Regions from separate parts of the Xenopus laevis genome. Here region 2 is linked to region 1. A link is a contact called in public Hi-C data. All regions are on one chromosome and are shown on one strand. Each heading gives the region's core, a stretch centred on a gene start, on an enhancer-like site or on the middle of the called end of the contact. The rest is flanking DNA. Distances are from core to core; before and after follow the strand shown.

Region 1 (5,463 bases), core at 2,427-4,926:
GCTACTGGTTGGGGATCACTGCAATAGCTGCTAATATTCCACAGATGCTGCTGAGAAATGTAAATGAAAATTTAACAGTTCAGAATCTGCATCAGAGCAAGATTCAGAATAGCAAGGAAGACAAGGCAGGGCAAGGTCAAGGCAGTGATTGGAGCTAGGAGCAGAGCAAGGTAAAGGCAGGGTTAAAGCAAGTCAAGGTCAAAGCAGGACTGGAACCAGAGTAGGAACAGGCAAGGCAAAGTTTAAAGCATGACTGCATCTGAACAAGGCAAGGTAAAAAAGACAATGCAAAAAAGGCAAGGTTCAGGGTAAGGCAGAACAAGGCAGAGAAGGGTTCAGACAAGACAAGGCAGAATAAGGAAGCTGGCTAGAGCAGGAAACAATCGTGCATCTTATGATTTTTCGTCAGACATCTGTCAGAAAATTGATTGGCCAGGTTAAAAAAAAGTTCATCGGTCACAGTGAAATCTAGGTTTGCAGGGCCAAGCAGGCAGCTACCCTCAGTTTTCCTGGCTTTAACTAGACAATATCGCTTGAAATGGTCTTCTTAGTTGATGGACAAATCATACATTTAAACGATCATTTCAATATAATATTGGTCTCGCGATAATGAAAAGATCTTTGCCCAGTTCAATCTAGGTCCTGAATCGGCTTCTACTGTGCATGCTCCCACAAGATCTGTATTGGCAACTGACAGAAGAGGTCAGAAGACCGACAAGATGGCTCCTTTGAACTCTGCTGCGTAACTCTGCAGGTTTATTGCAGGTCAGTAGACAGGAACACTTCTGAACAAAATAGTTATTGCGTGGAGGGACCTTGGAGGGGGGCAGTGGAAGGGGGTGAAGAAGAGGCTGAGGATTGGTAGGGTTTAGTTCTCCTTTAATTGAGAGCATACATACTTATTATTCTATTCTTTTTTAAACCAATTATGTATTCAAGCAGTGCCAACATATTCAAAGGGACTGTACAAAAAAGGGTGTATACATCAACAAATACATAAATTAAGTAAAGAAGGCTAGAAGATATTAGAACTGAAAATCTAAGAACCCTAGAATGTACAGCTTTTAGAGGCTGAGGATGGGAGGACATGAGGGGCAATAGTAACTTAGACACTGGTTTTATAGCCACAGAAGTACAAGTAAGAGGGAAAAAAGGGAGAATGCGAAGAAATGATATATTACAAAATAAACAAATATCCCAATTAACAAAAAACACGATTTAGTCAATACTACCCATAAAAAATGACTTCTCATTGCTATCCAGCTTTAGATCAAGTGGTTGTTCTAGGATAAACAAACTGACTGCATTAGGCAAAACACTTTCTTGAAGCTGGGGTTGCTTACAGGTTGAATCCTCTTCGTTCATTTGGGAGCATATTTATCAAGGGTCGAATTTCGAATTGAAAAAACTTCTAAATTCGAAATCAAAAAGACCAACCGAAATTAAGTCGAAGGTTTTTTTTTTGGTCGAATAGGTCCGTTTTCGACCGAATAGGTACGTATTCGGCCAAAATAGAATCATACGAATCGAAGGAATATCGCATTCAATCAAATCCGTTGCAAAGTTTTTTCCCAAAAAAACCTTTGATTTTTCAAAGTCAACCAATTGACTCCAAATGGGTTCTAGGTGGTCCCCCATAGGCTAAAACAGCAATTTGGCAGGTTTTAGATGCCGAATGGTCGGTCGAATTTTTAAGAGACAGTATATGATAAATTTCGAAATTCAAATTTTTTTTACAAATTCGAATCGAATTTGGACTATTCCCTAGTCGAAGTACACAAAAAATCACCTCGACCTGATAAATCTGCCCCTAAATGTACTGCTAACCATTTTGATAACCATGGCCATAGAACAGACTCTAAAGACAATAATGGTGAATCATGGGCAGGTTTATTTTATCAGACGACATATCTTAATTTTTTCCACATACAGAAGACAACACTAAAAATCTGTTACTAATTAAAAGGGAACCTGTCATTCAATTCTGGTGAAGACTGGCAAACTGTGCTTATATTCCTTTTTTTTTTTTGCATCTTTGAGAGAGAGAGAGAGAGAGAGAGAGAGAAGAAAAATAACCAATAGGAAAGTAAAAGAGTTAAAGAAAGCAGAGCACTCGTTGTCTATGGTGTTCTAACAAAACAAACTGCTACCAGTTCATTTCATTAGCACAAAGTAGGCAATGCTTTTGTTCAAAATGGTGCATACTTATTTGTACAGTGAAATTCAACCATTTAATTACCCTTGGCCCAATATAAATACATTAGAAAATGTTGTCTGTATTTTCACATCCTTATCTATATATTCTGTGGCTCAAACTGAATTCACATGGGGCAATTTTCAGCAGGTGTATTTCACCCAGCTGAAAATTAACCACAATTTCCTCCCACAACTCTAATTCACTTGAATGAAAAATGCCTAGAAATGCAGGTGTGAGCTCTTTTGCCCAGACTATGACAGTGTTCAGGGAGCTAAATCAATTTACATCTGCCATGCTCTTCCCTTCCAAGCGTGGCTTATACTGCAGTAAATGAACCATAAAGCATAGCTGTATTTTGAAGAATATGTGGTAGAAATCAGCATCCATGTTAGAATGGATTGGCCTCAATAAAATTAAATTTATTAAAATGCAGGAAAAAAAAACTAAAGAAAACACAATCATAAGAAAAATAAGGAAATGAAGATAAATCAGCTTTTCAAATGATGTTAAAATATAAGACTGTACCTGTAAAATGGGTATTACTGGATAAATAGATTCAATAAAAGTATTCCAAGTTTGATATGAAATGACAAGGTGTCCTTGAAGTAAATATGAGAGAATCGTCTTTAATGCAGTACATATCTTTAAAGATGAACACAAAACAAAAAAAAAACAAATGGCTAAAAGTAATCCTAAGTACCCAGTTTTAAGGCATTGTGCATTGCACACCTTAATGTCCTATATATATCAGGGGTGCCCAAACTTTTTGCAACGAGGGCCAGATTTGGTAAAGTGAAAATGTGTGGGGGCCGACCATTCAGCCTGACATTCTTTGAACCATTAACATTAAATTACAGTAATCGAGTAATCGTTGCAGTAATATTTGGGCACATTAGTGAAATGATCTGCCACTTGGTCTATACTGCTGCCTGTGTGCTGAAGGTGTTAGCAATAGACATGTACTGTCATGTAGTGACGCCATACTTCTTTAGTTTACTGTACTGGCACATCAATACGTCTATTGACACCTTCAGCCCTAAAGAAGTATACGAAAACAGCGCGTCTCTACATGCCAGTAAGTGGCAGATCATTTCACTAATGTGCCTTAATATTACTGCTATGGGTTCCTGATCGCACTGTGCTGGGGGGGCCTCATTATTATTAATTTCATGATGGAGGCTGTGTCAGGGGGCCTATCGGCTCCCAAATGGAGTAGTACGGACCAAGGAAGAAGCCAGGAACAAGAGTCCAAGATCGAGGTATCCGAAGGGTTAAACAAGAGAATAGTCTGGTCACAGGCAAAGATCTTCAGGCAGGCAGCGAAGGGTCAAAGTCCAGAACAAGCAGGGATCAAGATCAGGGAACAAACAGGAAATCTTCACAGGAACCACCCAGGTACAATGCAGGCAAGAATACCAGGCAGGGTTTCAGTGTCCATGGCGCCCTTTTATGACAAAATCCCGGCACCAGTGATGACATCATCATGCAGAGACGCTGCACCCATGTGTTTAACATGGGTGCCGCCATCTTGGATTTTCATCGGCACCACTGATGACGTCATCATGCAGTGACGTTGCACCCATGTGTTCAACATGGGTGCCGCCATCTTAGATTTTCATTGCGACTACCGGGAAGGTGAGCAGTGCCGTCGGGTTCTTCTGGCAGTCCTGACAGGCTGAGAGCCGGTGTAAATTTGAAAACGGGTGGCACTTTGGACATGCCTGTGCTATATAAATATAGGACATTAATACAGGAGCAGTGACCAGCTCCATGTTGTGGCTCTCACCCTTTCCAGCTACAGTCAGGTGATCCCAGTGGTGGCCAATAAAAGGGCATCCTAATGAATCATATGAAAGAGAGAGGAGGACTGGCCAGACCAGGGGTGACTTTGGCAAAGTTTGCCAGCTTGAATACACTAGCAAACAATCCCTGTTTTGTTTAAAGGGGAAGACATTGATATTAATAATGGGATAGTGCAGAGGACCTATTGTGGTCATAGCCTCATTGCACCCTGTCGAATGGTTTAAAATTTAGTGGTGAGCACAACTTTCCCTTTTTTGTATGTGAGATTGTATATGTTGCATCACATATTTTAATATCACAAAAAAAGTAAATTAAGGCTATGGCACAGGATTATTTATTTCTGGGTGCAGTCCTTGGCTCACAACATTATCTTAAAAATTTGTAAACACTCATTTTCGGCATCAATGTGGCCTGGTCTCCTACAAAAAGCACCATCTTCTCCCTTTACTTCTCTCTCTCTCTGGTGGGGTATTCAAGGCTCTGTCCTAGTCCCTTATTAGTTTCTCTCTATACTTTCTCTCTGGGCAAACTAATCCATTATTGTGGTCTCTAATACCACCTCTACTCTGATAATACCCCCAGGGGGTAATTTATAGAGTTTGTGCACACATATTTATTCTCAAATGGTTGTTTTGCCCGTGTTTCTCCCTGAATGCTGTAAAATTGCACTGCTGTGCTGGTCATTCTGGTTTTTGCAAATTTGCATTGTACACAAATATTCACAAATGGCTCACAAATGAGACAGGTGCTTGAGTGCAGGGTCATTGTGTGCAAAAATAGTGCTGTCTGTAATTTAAATTCACAATTTGCAAAAAACTGTTTTGCAAATATTTTGTCACAAAAGTTGTGACGTAACTGAAACGCCAAGTGTGCACATATATATTTGCAATGATGCCACATTTAAAAGAAAGGAAAGCCCTGGAGCTATAAATGCAGGGGCTGCATGACAAGGGATCCGAATGACTAGCAGCCAAATTACACTGGTTTATATTTAAAGATTGGCAGAATCAGTTGTAGCTGTGAGTGGGTGAGAAGGAATGAGTTAAGGCAGGAAAATGCCAGGCTGGGGGCGGAGAAAGACAGAGATGTGATGTCAGGGGAAGAAGCAGTTCACTTCCTTATCTTTTGAGCAGGTAGAAACATCCCACCCTCCCCTTTTTTGCATATTTTGTGAAATTTCAGGAGCTTCTCTTTATGTTCTCATATTATCTATTAATAGCAAATGTGGATGTATTCCTGCATGTACTGTTATATTGTGGTTTCGGTATAGTTATACAGTATAAACATGAGAGAGTTTGCATGTTATTAGTCCATTTTATTGAATGTCAAATGCTTGATCCAGGGAATGTTTCAGATCGCCATTGGGGTCAGGAAGGAATTTTTTCCCCCTTGAGACATAATTGGCAGTGGCTTCAGGCTGGGTTTTTTTTTTGCCTTCCTCTGGATCAAAACAGTGGATATAT
Region 2 (4,970 bases), core at 2,185-4,684, 240 kb before region 1:
CTGGGGCGAGTCCCTTAGGCTTAATTAAATGTAAATCAGATGTGGACTCCCAATTGATGTATAATATAATGTGTGCAACAAAGCCACAGTCCATTTAGAAAATTATATAATCCTTACATCAACTCCCCCCCACAAAAAATGACTGAGATGGAATTATGCAGTAATGTTATTAGAGACAAGACAGTGAAAAGAAAGAGTAAAGCAATCTTGAGACTTTTTCAACTCTTTTTATTACAAATTCTACAGTTTAACAAATTACACATTCGATATAGCACCTCCAATTTCAGCAGCTGAATGGTTTTCTTGTCCCTAGCTTAGCTTCTTAGTAAATCAATAATTAAGCTCTTTAAAGGATATAGTTTACTCGGTAGGACTGCTTTACAAATATATCTGCTAGACTGCACAAGTAGTAGCCAATTAGGTCATTGCTTTAATAATTTTGCAACTTGTATTAGACCAAAACAAATTACTGATTGATTTCTAATGGCAATTGCACTTGTGACATTTAGCACCTGTGTTTATAAATATATATATCTATATGATCTCAGTAATAAGGCATATCAAGTTATACATGTGATTTTGAGAGAGGCCTTGCACATGCCCCCATAGTGACCTTTAATGGGTGGTTCACATTTTCCTTAACTTTTAATTCGTTATAGAATGGCCAATTCCAATTGGTCTTCATTATTTTTTTTATAGTTTTTTTTAATTATTTGCCTTCATGTTCAGATTTCCAGTAATCAAATGGACTGATCCAATCTAAAAAACAAATGCCCTGTAAGGCTACAAAGTACTGTTATTGCTATTATTCATCTTTCTATGCAGGCCCTTTCCTATTCATATTACAGTCTCTTATTCAAATCGATGCATGGTTGCTAGAATAATTTAAACCTTAGCTACCCGATTGCTGAAATTTTAAACTGGAGAGCTGCTGAATAAAAAGCTTAAAACTCAAACCCCACAAATAGTTAAAAGTGAAAAACAATTGCAAATGGTCTCCAAATAGCACTCTCTTCATCATACTAAAAGTTAACCCAAAGCTGAACAATCCCTTTAATGCTGCAATGCTTAATTTCATCCCACCGTGTAAGTTTCTTAAGTGATTGGTGTCACATTCCGCACGCTAGATCTAGAACCAGTGCTAGGCTCCCTGGTCTTGGCTTTTGCTTCTGCCTTAAATAGCCGCCTTTCACTTTGGGAGGAGCCCTCCACTAATTGGATGCCACCAGATCTTAATAAGAGAGGAGTAAAGCAAAAAAGTTCTGGACGAGCAAAGGGGCACAATCATTTTACCAAGAATATTGAATGAAAGACAACACAGCTAGACAATATAGCATGGACAGGCAGGCCGGGCCAGTACAAGTAGAGTTGAGAATAGTCAGATAAGGCGGGTCGGTGCAGGCTAAGATCAGGATTGGAGAACGTAGATTAGTCAGCAGGGGTCAGATTGGAGAGTTCAGAATAGTCAGTAGGCAGGCAAGGTTCAGTAACAATTAAGCAAGTTGGATTCATGAAGAATACACACCCAGGAAACTAACAAATAGAACCTAACAACGGGCAATGCGTGTAATTCAAAATCCCTTTGTAATTCAAAATCCCTTTAAATACTTTCAAATTTTGCAGCAAAGCGGTGTGACATCACGCCGGCACATAAAACCCAGAAGTGTGCGCCATAGGAGAAACTGGTGCAGTAGTAAAAGGATGCATACGTTGATCGTCCCCACCACCCACTAGACCACCAGGATGAGTCCTTACAATAGACAATAAGGGCTGGATACCACAAGCGTTTTTTGGTCGGATCGACGCCACCCGACAAAACGCACGGGACAAGTTGGATGGAGTCGCACGTGTGAAGATATAATTGGACTGAATGAAAAGTTGGAGTTAACAACTACACGATCCGTCGCATCAGATGTAAAGTAGCTGTTACTTTACTTTTCATTCAGTCCAATTATATCTTCACGCGTGCGACTTCACCCGACTTGTGGCATGCGTTTTGTTGGCAGGCGTTGATCCGACCAAAAACACTTGTGGAGTCCAGCCCTTAACATCTGAACTGCTTAACCTGTCCAACACATTAAATAATGTATTTCAAAAAAACCTGCCTTATGTGCTTTTATTGTTTAAGTAGTTGAAGAATAAGTTGATTTACCACATTTCTAAATGTAAACTTTCTTTTAAAGAGTTTAGGATAATGTCACACAGCAATTCCGTATGCTTTCATATTAGGAGTGCACACACACGCCAGGCAATTGCAGTTCAAAGCCCCCAAGTCACCCTGACTAAAAATGCCACAATCATCTTGTGCCATTGTCTTTAAGGGCTTAATGACATTTTCCTGTCATAATCATAAGTATTTCCTGCAGAAATAATCAGGTAAGCATATACTGGGATTTTAATTCTGTAAAAAACGCTTACACTACTGTGATGACAACAGAATGACCACAAATATGGGACTCGTACACAATGTTCACAGATGGATACATTATGGGGATTATATACTAAACTCCAAATGCAAAAATCTTGAAAAATGTGTGCTTTTTTTAGTATAAAATCAGACAAAATAACAATTTTTTCTAAATTTATTATACCCAGAGGATGGAAAAGTCCGAATCAGAAAATCTTCAGACCTGTCATGGTTGCATATGGGAGAAGTCCCAATGATTTCTTGATGTGCACTGTGTTTTGTGCAATACCCTGAAGATTTCGGAGATTGTCTGGTTTTCGGGAAAAAAATCGTAAAATACGGATTTTTTCCCACAAAGCAATTTTTCTGTAAAATCTAGTAATAAATACACATAAAAAAAAACATGCGGATAAGATCGGAGTTTGTGGCTGGAAAGGTTGAGATAAATTTGGACTTTGAACCCCCGAAAATGTACAACTGCACCAGATTTCAGACATTACATGTTCTTCATTACAGAATGCTGAACTCGAAGTGTACCATAAGCCTCATTGTTATTGCTGCTATGGCTGCTGTTCTGTTACCTGTTAGCAAATAAACTTGTTGCTCATGGTTAAGATATTCTGTGAGTAAGAACCCCGTGCGGCCAATGCTGACATAGCCAAGTCTACCCTATATCACAGGGCCTGTCAATTTATTTAAGCCATATATATATATATATACTCAGAATTAAAGGTAACCACTTTGCACAGAATTTGTCATAGTACATCTACCTTAAACAGCATTAAATAAAATATGGAAATAAAATTTGTGATAAAAATAAGAATCATTGAGGGCAAAGGTATGGACAAGACCTAATTATGCATGACGTAAATGTATAAGAGATTGTGATGCAGAGGTTTCAAGCCATTCACCTATTCTACGAAGGCTTGCATTTTGCAGTTTACATATCCAATAAAGCATGGTAAAGGATAAGGAGGGGGTGCAGAACAGTGACACTGAGTGGCTGCTTTCGCTGTAAGCTCCTGCTGTTAAACTCCTAGACACAGAGACAGCTCAGCCAGTCAGCTAGCAATGCTGTTGCTGCCGCTTTTTCAGAAACACATGCAGAAGCTCAGGGAGAGTGCATGAATCAATCCAGAGCAGTAGGCTGAAAGAGAAAGCGAATAAGCTGGCTATGGCATCTAACTTCAATGATATTGTAAAGCAAGGCTACGTTAGAATCCGCAGCAAAAAGCTTGGGGTAAGTCTGTTTGCCGTGCTTTCCCTGTTTTTTAGGGTGATTTTGTAAACCAATCCTCTTTTACAGTGATCTCATTTTGTTTGACTGGTAGCCTTTATTTAAGCATTTAAAAGCATTGTGTATGAAAAAGAATCAAATCCTAGCGAGGGAAGCCTTTGACTGCATTGCTAGTGCTAGTTCTGTGAAAGTGCTGCGTGCTGGTACGAGGCAGATTCATTTATCCTTGCTCATGCTGGGAGCTTTACATTAGAGGCTTTTGTACTGGATTTACCTTCTTGCCGGGATCACATTGATATTGCTTGTAGAGGATGTATTTCAGTCAAACAGCACATTGATCCTCTGCTCTGGAATCAGGCGAATAACCTTGCCAGCTGACTATGTGTTGTTAGGATGAGTGGATTAAGGCTAGTCAAATGAATGGAGATCACATTAGATCAACTGTGAATGCCAATTATAATCATTTATTTTGGATTGAATGTACAGCATATATATATTTATAAACTCTACAGCCAAATATAAAAAGGGTATTCATTATTACGGGGCTGGTAAAAAAGAAAGTTTGCTGTCAAATTGTGTTGAATTACTTTCCTGCTTTGTGTTTCATTTAACAAAACTGGAACGTCAATGATTACTGCATGAAATTGTTTATTGACACTTCACAGTACATTTTCTAGTTTCTCATTTACATTGATAAGGTGCATGGACTTTTTTTCCAGTTCATTATAGTAATTTCTCCCTTACATCTCCAAAAGCCAATTAAATAATGTATATCGGCTTGGCAGGTTTGGAACTGAAAGATTAGCCTTTTTCTGTGATAGGTTGGCAGGACTGGATTGGGTGCGGCAAGTGACATTTATTTGTATTTTGTGTGTTTTATTATGCATTGCATTTTTTTTATACTGTGGAACTGAATGATTACAGATCTTGGCAAGGCAGTGTGATGCGAAAAGGCTGGAATAGAAATGTGCAACCTGTGGCCTTCTAGAAGCTGTTGAATTAAAGATGGAGCAAACTTTGTATTAACATCACACAGTACACTAAGGGGCAGATGTAGCAACGGTCGAGGTGAATTTTTGAATGAAAAAAATTCGAATTTCGAGCTATTTTTTGTGTACTTCGACTAGGGAATAGTCCAAATTCGAAAAAAAAAATTTTGAATATCGAAATTTAGCATGTACCATCTCTTGAAAAACTCGACTTTGACCATTCACCATCTAAAACCTGCCGAATTGCTGTTCTATTGACTCCTATTTGGAGTCAATTGGGAGACTTTGAAAAATCGAAGTTTTTTTGGGGAAAAACTTTGAATCGAATTCGATCTAA

The links. A called contact is a pair of places that touch in the nucleus more often than the background predicts.
Region 2: a contact with region 1 is called in a Hi-C map of the XL177 cell line, with 3 times the contacts expected there. The contact joins the promoter of dok6.L here to the enhancer-like site in region 1. A contact is called at or near these places in 2 of 4 Hi-C or Micro-C datasets (the XL177 cell line and the XTC cell line).

Annotation. Positions count from the first base shown.
Region 1 is chr6L:107,371,369-107,376,831 of Xenopus_laevis_v10.1, reverse strand. It overlaps the pseudogene LOC108718542. Among protein-coding and RNA genes, the nearest start is that of socs6.L, 110 kb to the right of the region's middle. Within about 2 kb of position 3,676, at least 1 of the 7 cell types and tissues checked has an H3K27ac peak or open chromatin away from gene starts, as enhancers often do.
Region 2 is chr6L:107,612,594-107,617,563 of Xenopus_laevis_v10.1, reverse strand. It overlaps dok6.L (docking protein 6), which reads left to right and starts at 3,434. Exons shown (of 9, transcript XM_041566352.1): 1 at 3,434-3,647. The coding sequence starts at 3,582.